Regions from separate parts of the Sus scrofa genome. Here region 1 is linked to region 2. Evidence: chromatin contacts called from public HiChIP or PLAC-seq data. All regions are on one chromosome and are shown on one strand. Each heading gives the region's core, a stretch centred on a gene start, on an enhancer-like site or on the middle of the called end of the contact. The rest is flanking DNA. Distances are from core to core; before and after follow the strand shown. Region 1 holds the start of RPS6KA5 (ribosomal protein S6 kinase alpha-5). Region 2 holds the start of TTC7B (tetratricopeptide repeat protein 7B).

Region 1 (2,700 bases), core at 81-2,580, 230 kb before region 2:
CTGTTTTTTTTTTTTTTTTAATGGCACAAGAGCTGAGAAACATTTTTATTATATTTTTAAATATTTGAAAAGAATTAAAATATATCATCACGTGAAAATTAAATTTCAATGTCCATTAATAAAGTTTTATTGGAACACAGCCATATCCACTAGTTTACTTATTGTTTATGACTGCCTTCATGCTGCAATAGGGGAGGGGAATAGTTTTGAAAGAGACCACATGGTCTGCAAAGCCTAAATTAACTACTTACTATGTGGCACTTTACGGAAAAAGTTTTCTTTCCTCCTGATCTAATCCAGGCTTAGCTTAAAAATTCACTTCTGTGTGAATTATATCTTATTTTGTTTCTTTAACCCTCTCCTTTCCACATTATCTATCCACTGCCAGAAATTCCCATAAGTTCTATCTTTGGAACAGTGTTCTTGTTCTGCCATCTTTATCCTCCTCCCTTTAGTTCATCTAACCACTGTAACAACTTCCAAGAGAATAGCTTGATATTGTAGCCACTCTTTGAAATAAATAAATAAAATCTGCACTGCTTAGCACTGTAGTCAAGGTTTTCTGTTATCTTAATGAACTTTACCTTTTTTAGCCCTGTCTCTTACTTCCACTCAACCTTAATCACTTAACCCACCCTTGCCTTCTCTATGTCCAGGTCTATGCTCACAGTTACCATCTCTGTGTGAAATATTTGATGCTGGTATTTCTATCTCACCTATCCTTTAAGTTGGTTATCTCAAATCTCTTCTTGCCCTCAGAGCCTGCCCAGCTCCTCTACTGAGAATAATTATTGCCATTTGTGCAGTTCTCTAACAGTTTGTACGACTGGTTTTATTTCAAATTCTGCTTTACGGTTTCCTGTGTATATGCAGATTGTCTGCTTCTCATGTTCTATTGAAAGCTGTTTAGGGGCAAGAATTGTCTTCCATTTTATTAATCTTTGTAGCCTTTGATGCGTCTTGTACAAATAGAAATGTTTATTCTTTGCAAAAGTCCTCATGGAGAGCTGGGAATGTGACTTTTTTTTTTTTTTTTTTTTTTTTGCTGTATCTATGAACTACCCGTACTTAAGCACGAACCCCACTTAACTTGTTTAGGGCTCACGAGGGCGAGTAACACCTCTTTAACACATGCTGTCTTCCAATCGGTCACATACCTGCGGACTCACGCCTGGGACCCTCAGGTAAGTCTGCAAACACGTGCGTAAGAAGCGCTTTCCTCAAGCTCCTCCTCTGTCCATGGTGATTGGCGGACCAAAAGTTCCAATCAGCCCTCCCCGCCTCTTTCAGCAATAGCCAATCACAGACCCCGAGCGCCTCCTGACTACTAGACACTGTTTACTAACAGATGAAGCTGGGGAATAAGGGGTGTGACCGTTCTGGGAATGTCAGGGAAGGGAAGGTCCCGACTGCGCGTGCGCTGCAGCGGAGATGGGCGGGGCAGAGCCCCGGTCTCACCAATCGGAGCAGCCGCGCTCCTCCCTCTCCTGCCACCCCGCCAAGCAACAACAATTCGAGGAGCGGGGCGGGGCGGCTCCTGAAGCATCAGAGCGGGTTGTCCAATGGGAGCTGGCGTTGACAGATGCGCGCGCCCTTTGCCCAATAAACGATGGCGGCTCGAATGGCTCCTCTATCTTGCTGGCTGTGGGCGGAGCGGCTCGAAGGAGGAGGCGGCCGAGCAGGGGGCGGTTTGGTTGCGCGGTACTAGCGGTGCCCGCCGTAGGGGGAGGAGGCGAAGGAGCGAGCCGTGCGGCCAGAGCGGGAAAGCTACTCGTCTCAGCGTCCGAGTTCTGGAGCCGCCGCATACCGGCTTCTGGGGCTGCAGCGGGAGCTGTGAAGGGCTGGGCGTCCGCTGTCTCCTGGGTCCCCTCGGAGGACCCCGCGGGATCGGGAAAGAAGAAGATGGAGGAGGAGGGTGGCAGCAGCGGCGGCGGCGCCGCAGGGACCAGCAGGGACGGCGGAGCCGGGGAAGAGCAGCTCCTCACTGTCAAGCACGAGCTGCGAACCGGTGAGCGACCCCGCCCTCTGCCGGCCGGGCTTGGAGCGGGGGCGCGCCCCGAGGGCACGCGGGTGTCCGCGCGGGCCGGGGGCGCGGGGGGCGGGCCGGGGGCGGGGCCCTGCGGGCGGGGCGGGAGTCCAGGGGTCCCGGGAATTGGGGGCGCGTCCAAGGGGAGCTGGCCGAAAGTTTTCCGGAGCCCGGGAATGAGCGGCGGGCGCCGGGCGTTGGGGCCCGCGGAGCAGCCGACTGCTGCCTGTTGGCACTGACTCTGAGGATGTCTTCGCGCCCCCTTCCCGCACAGGTGACACATCTGTCACTGCATCCTGTCTAGGGTGAAAGGTGCGCCTTCCTCAGTGTAGGGTGAACGACGCTTAGTTTTGGAGCATGACTCACTTCTCCGCTCTTTTGGTTCCCTGTAGGGGTCCCTAAGGTGCTGGGTCTTGTGCAAGATAAAAGGGTGACTGTCCGCCGGCCTTTTCAGGAGCCCAGTCTCCAGTGACCTAAAGAGGGATCGCGAGCTCCAGGGACTGAATGCTTTTATTTGCAGTCTTCATGAAATAGTATACTTGGCCTTGAATTTCTTTCATAGGTCTCTTGAGAAGAAGGCTCAGTAAATTTAAAGCTCTAGGTAAAAGCGACTGACAAGCCCCGCTTAAGCGCCCGTGTTCTGAGGTTTGGGTCGTTCCAAGCTTTATACTTGG
Region 2 (2,700 bases), core at 172-2,671:
CTAAAATGTAGGTTATCTCATGACGTTCTTCTGTTAACAGTCCCGCATGGATGATGTCCCATTTCGCCAGAGGAAAAGTCAGTCTCCCTATTGGCCCACAGGCCCAACACGGACTGCAACTCCCATGCCCCTCCCGGTGCTCTCCCTCTCCGCCTTCCTGCCTCCCTCCACTCCAGCCTCTCAGGCCTCCATCATTCCCCCAGCTCATTAAATATGCTCCCAGGGTCTTTGCACCTGCTGTTACCTGTGCCCAGAATGCTCTTTCCCCGGGGCTCTCTCCTCTTCTTCAAGTCCAATGCCACTTCATTGAGGCCATCCGCTGCCACCCCATTCAAAACTGCAAACCCTCCACTCCTTCAACTCTTTATTTGCCTCATTGGACCCACCCTGCTGTGTTTCTTCAAACAGCCATTTTAACCTTCTAATTTATGACCTCATTTTGCTCATTTATTTCTCTGCTTGGAATGGAACAAAGGCAGGTATTTTGTTAGTTTTCTGCTATATCCCCAGCACCTCAAACAGGGTCTAGCACATAGTAGGTGGTCCCTATGTAGTTCAGGGATAACTGAAAGAAGGCACAGTTTGGACACCTGTCCTCGGCTCTCAGTCTGCAGGGCCAAGACGAGGAAACCCCTCTGGTGACTCTGCATCCTCCTCAGAGGGCAAGGGGGCTGGCCCCTGAGCTGGCAGTTTTTGCCTGGCTCCATCCACCTCAACTCAACAGACTTTTGTGGAACCCTGGGCAGGTGCCTGCTGAGGATGAGTCTCCACCCACCTCGGGCTGGGTGGTGGGAAGGCTGCCTGGGGCAGAGGCGCCTGCTAAAGGGCACAGGCCAAGCCAGGCCCAGAGGGAGCACCTTGAAACCTGAGATGGCAGGACAAGCTCAGGCAGGCGTCCTGGTCACACCCGCCTCATACCTCAGGCCCACTAGCCCTGCCTGGCCCGTGACCTTCCCTGGGGTCACTGTCATTTCTAGGTCCTATTCCTGAGGGTCTGTGGGGCGCCCAGTCCCTCCCTCTCTCCCTCTCTCCGAGGTCTCCCTCCCCCATCCTGCCCGTTCCCTACCGCCTCCCCCTCCTCACCTCCCGCCCTCACCCCTTCCACCTCGATCTGGACCCCAGCCCTAGCCCGCCTCCAGGTCGGGCACCTGGGTCTCCGTCTGGTCCCAGCCTCTGCTGCACTGCGCCCTTCCTCGCGCCTCCCCCCGCCTCCCGCCTCCCGCCCCCGGCCCCGGCCCCGGCCCCGGCCCCCGCCTGGGTCGCGACCCCGGCCCGCGCTGTGGCTCCAGCCCTGGCCGGCAGGGGCCGCTCCTTGCGGCGCCCGGGGCCCCGCCGCGCCCGCCGCCGCCGCCCGCCTCCCCGCCCCTTCCCCAGCCGGCGCTCCCGTTACGCCGCGGAGCCGGGAGCCGGAGCCCGAGCCCGCGGCGGCAGCGGGAGGCGGCGACGGGGGCGCCCGGGCGGCGGCGGCGGCGGGGCCTGCGGGGCCTGCGGGCGGGCGGGCCGGGCCCGGCCAGGCCGCGATGGCGACCAGGAAGGCGGGCTCGCGGCTGGAGACGGAGATCGAGCGCTGCCGCTCCGAGTGCCAGTGGGAGCGGATCCCCGAGCTCGTCAAGCAGCTGTCGGCCAAGCTCATCGCCAACGGTACGCGCCGGGCGCGCGGGCCTGGGCTTTGGTGGGCGCCGCGGCCTCCGCGGATCGCCGGGCCGGGTGCCCCTGAGGCGCCGCGGGGAGCGGGCAGGGGCGCGGCCGGGGTGCGATGGCGCTGCGCCCGGGGGTGTGCGCGGGGCCAGGGCCTCGGGACCCCGGGACCCCGGGAGTCACGCGGTGGCGGCGTCCTGCGGCCGCCGGCGGGTGCCTGGCGTCCCAGAGTTCCGGCGCGCAGGGCGGGCTTCTCCGGAGTGAGGGGGTCGGGGGTCTCAAGGAGTCGGCTGCTGCACCAGGATCCCAAGGGGTCAGGGGCCGGCCTCGGGGCTCTAAGAAGTTGGAGGCGAGGTGCGCCCTCAGGACATGGGTGTGGATGTATGGGGATCCAGGGTGTGTGTATGGTGTATTCGGGAGTCACGATGTATTTATGGGGGTCCTGCGTTGAGAGGTGTTGAGTAGAGACACCTGGGAAACATGCTTCGTAAACATATGGCATTCCCGGGGCTCCAGGTGGCCGCCCAGACCTGGGGTGTGTGTGTGTGTTGGGGGGGGGGTGGAAGGCAGTTGAGCTGTGTGTCCTGGGGTTCAGAGAGTAGGATATCAGAGCTGTGGATCTAGGGAGGTCAGGTTTGAGCGTATGGGGGCGATAGAGTTCGGGGAGTCCGGAGGGAGAATATTGTGGAGAGAGGTAGGAGTGTGGTTGGAGAATGTGGGGAAATGGGATTGGGTGTGTGAGGGGCTTGGGGCCTAGAGGAAGAGGGGGTCTGAGCCAGCCCCTGAGTAAGAGAAACTGGTGCCTGGAGTCAGTTTATGACCTTGTTGACTCTGTTGAAAAATTGCATCCCAAATGCCATTTCAGAGCGCAGCTCCACGTGGTCTTATTTGTTTTGGAAGCAAGTATCCTTAATATTTGCTTGTTTTTTCATGCCCGCCAAAACCACAGGCAGCAATGGACTGGTGAGAGGGCAGAGGTTTTGTCCTCTTTCATTTCTGGCTTCCTGAGGCTGGGTGAGCACATGTTGGCCGAGCAAATGAATGAATGAAAGAAAGAATGAA

The links. HiChIP or PLAC-seq counts read pairs in DNA pulled down with a chosen protein or histone mark.
Region 1: an H3K27ac HiChIP or PLAC-seq map of alveolar macrophages shows a contact between it and region 2. The contact joins the promoter of RPS6KA5 here to the promoter of TTC7B in region 2. A contact is called at or near these places in 1 of 5 promoter capture datasets (liver), 1 of 47 Hi-C or Micro-C datasets (heart right ventricle) and 1 of 2 datasets of contacts at active chromatin or transcription factors (alveolar macrophages).

The regions. Positions count from the first base shown.
Region 1 is chr7:112,752,296-112,754,995 of Sscrofa11.1, reverse strand. RPS6KA5 (ribosomal protein S6 kinase alpha-5) reads left to right here and starts at 1,330. Exons shown (of 17, transcript XM_021099611.1): 1 at 1,330-2,008. The coding sequence starts at 1,432. C7H14orf159 (UPF0317 protein C14orf159 homolog, mitochondrial) reads right to left here and starts at 1,277. Exons shown (of 20, transcript XM_021100082.1): 1 at 1,158-1,277.
Region 2 is chr7:112,517,844-112,520,543 of Sscrofa11.1, reverse strand. It overlaps TTC7B (tetratricopeptide repeat protein 7B), which reads left to right and starts at 1,421. Exons shown (of 20, transcript XM_021099609.1): 1 at 1,421-1,641. The coding sequence starts at 1,521.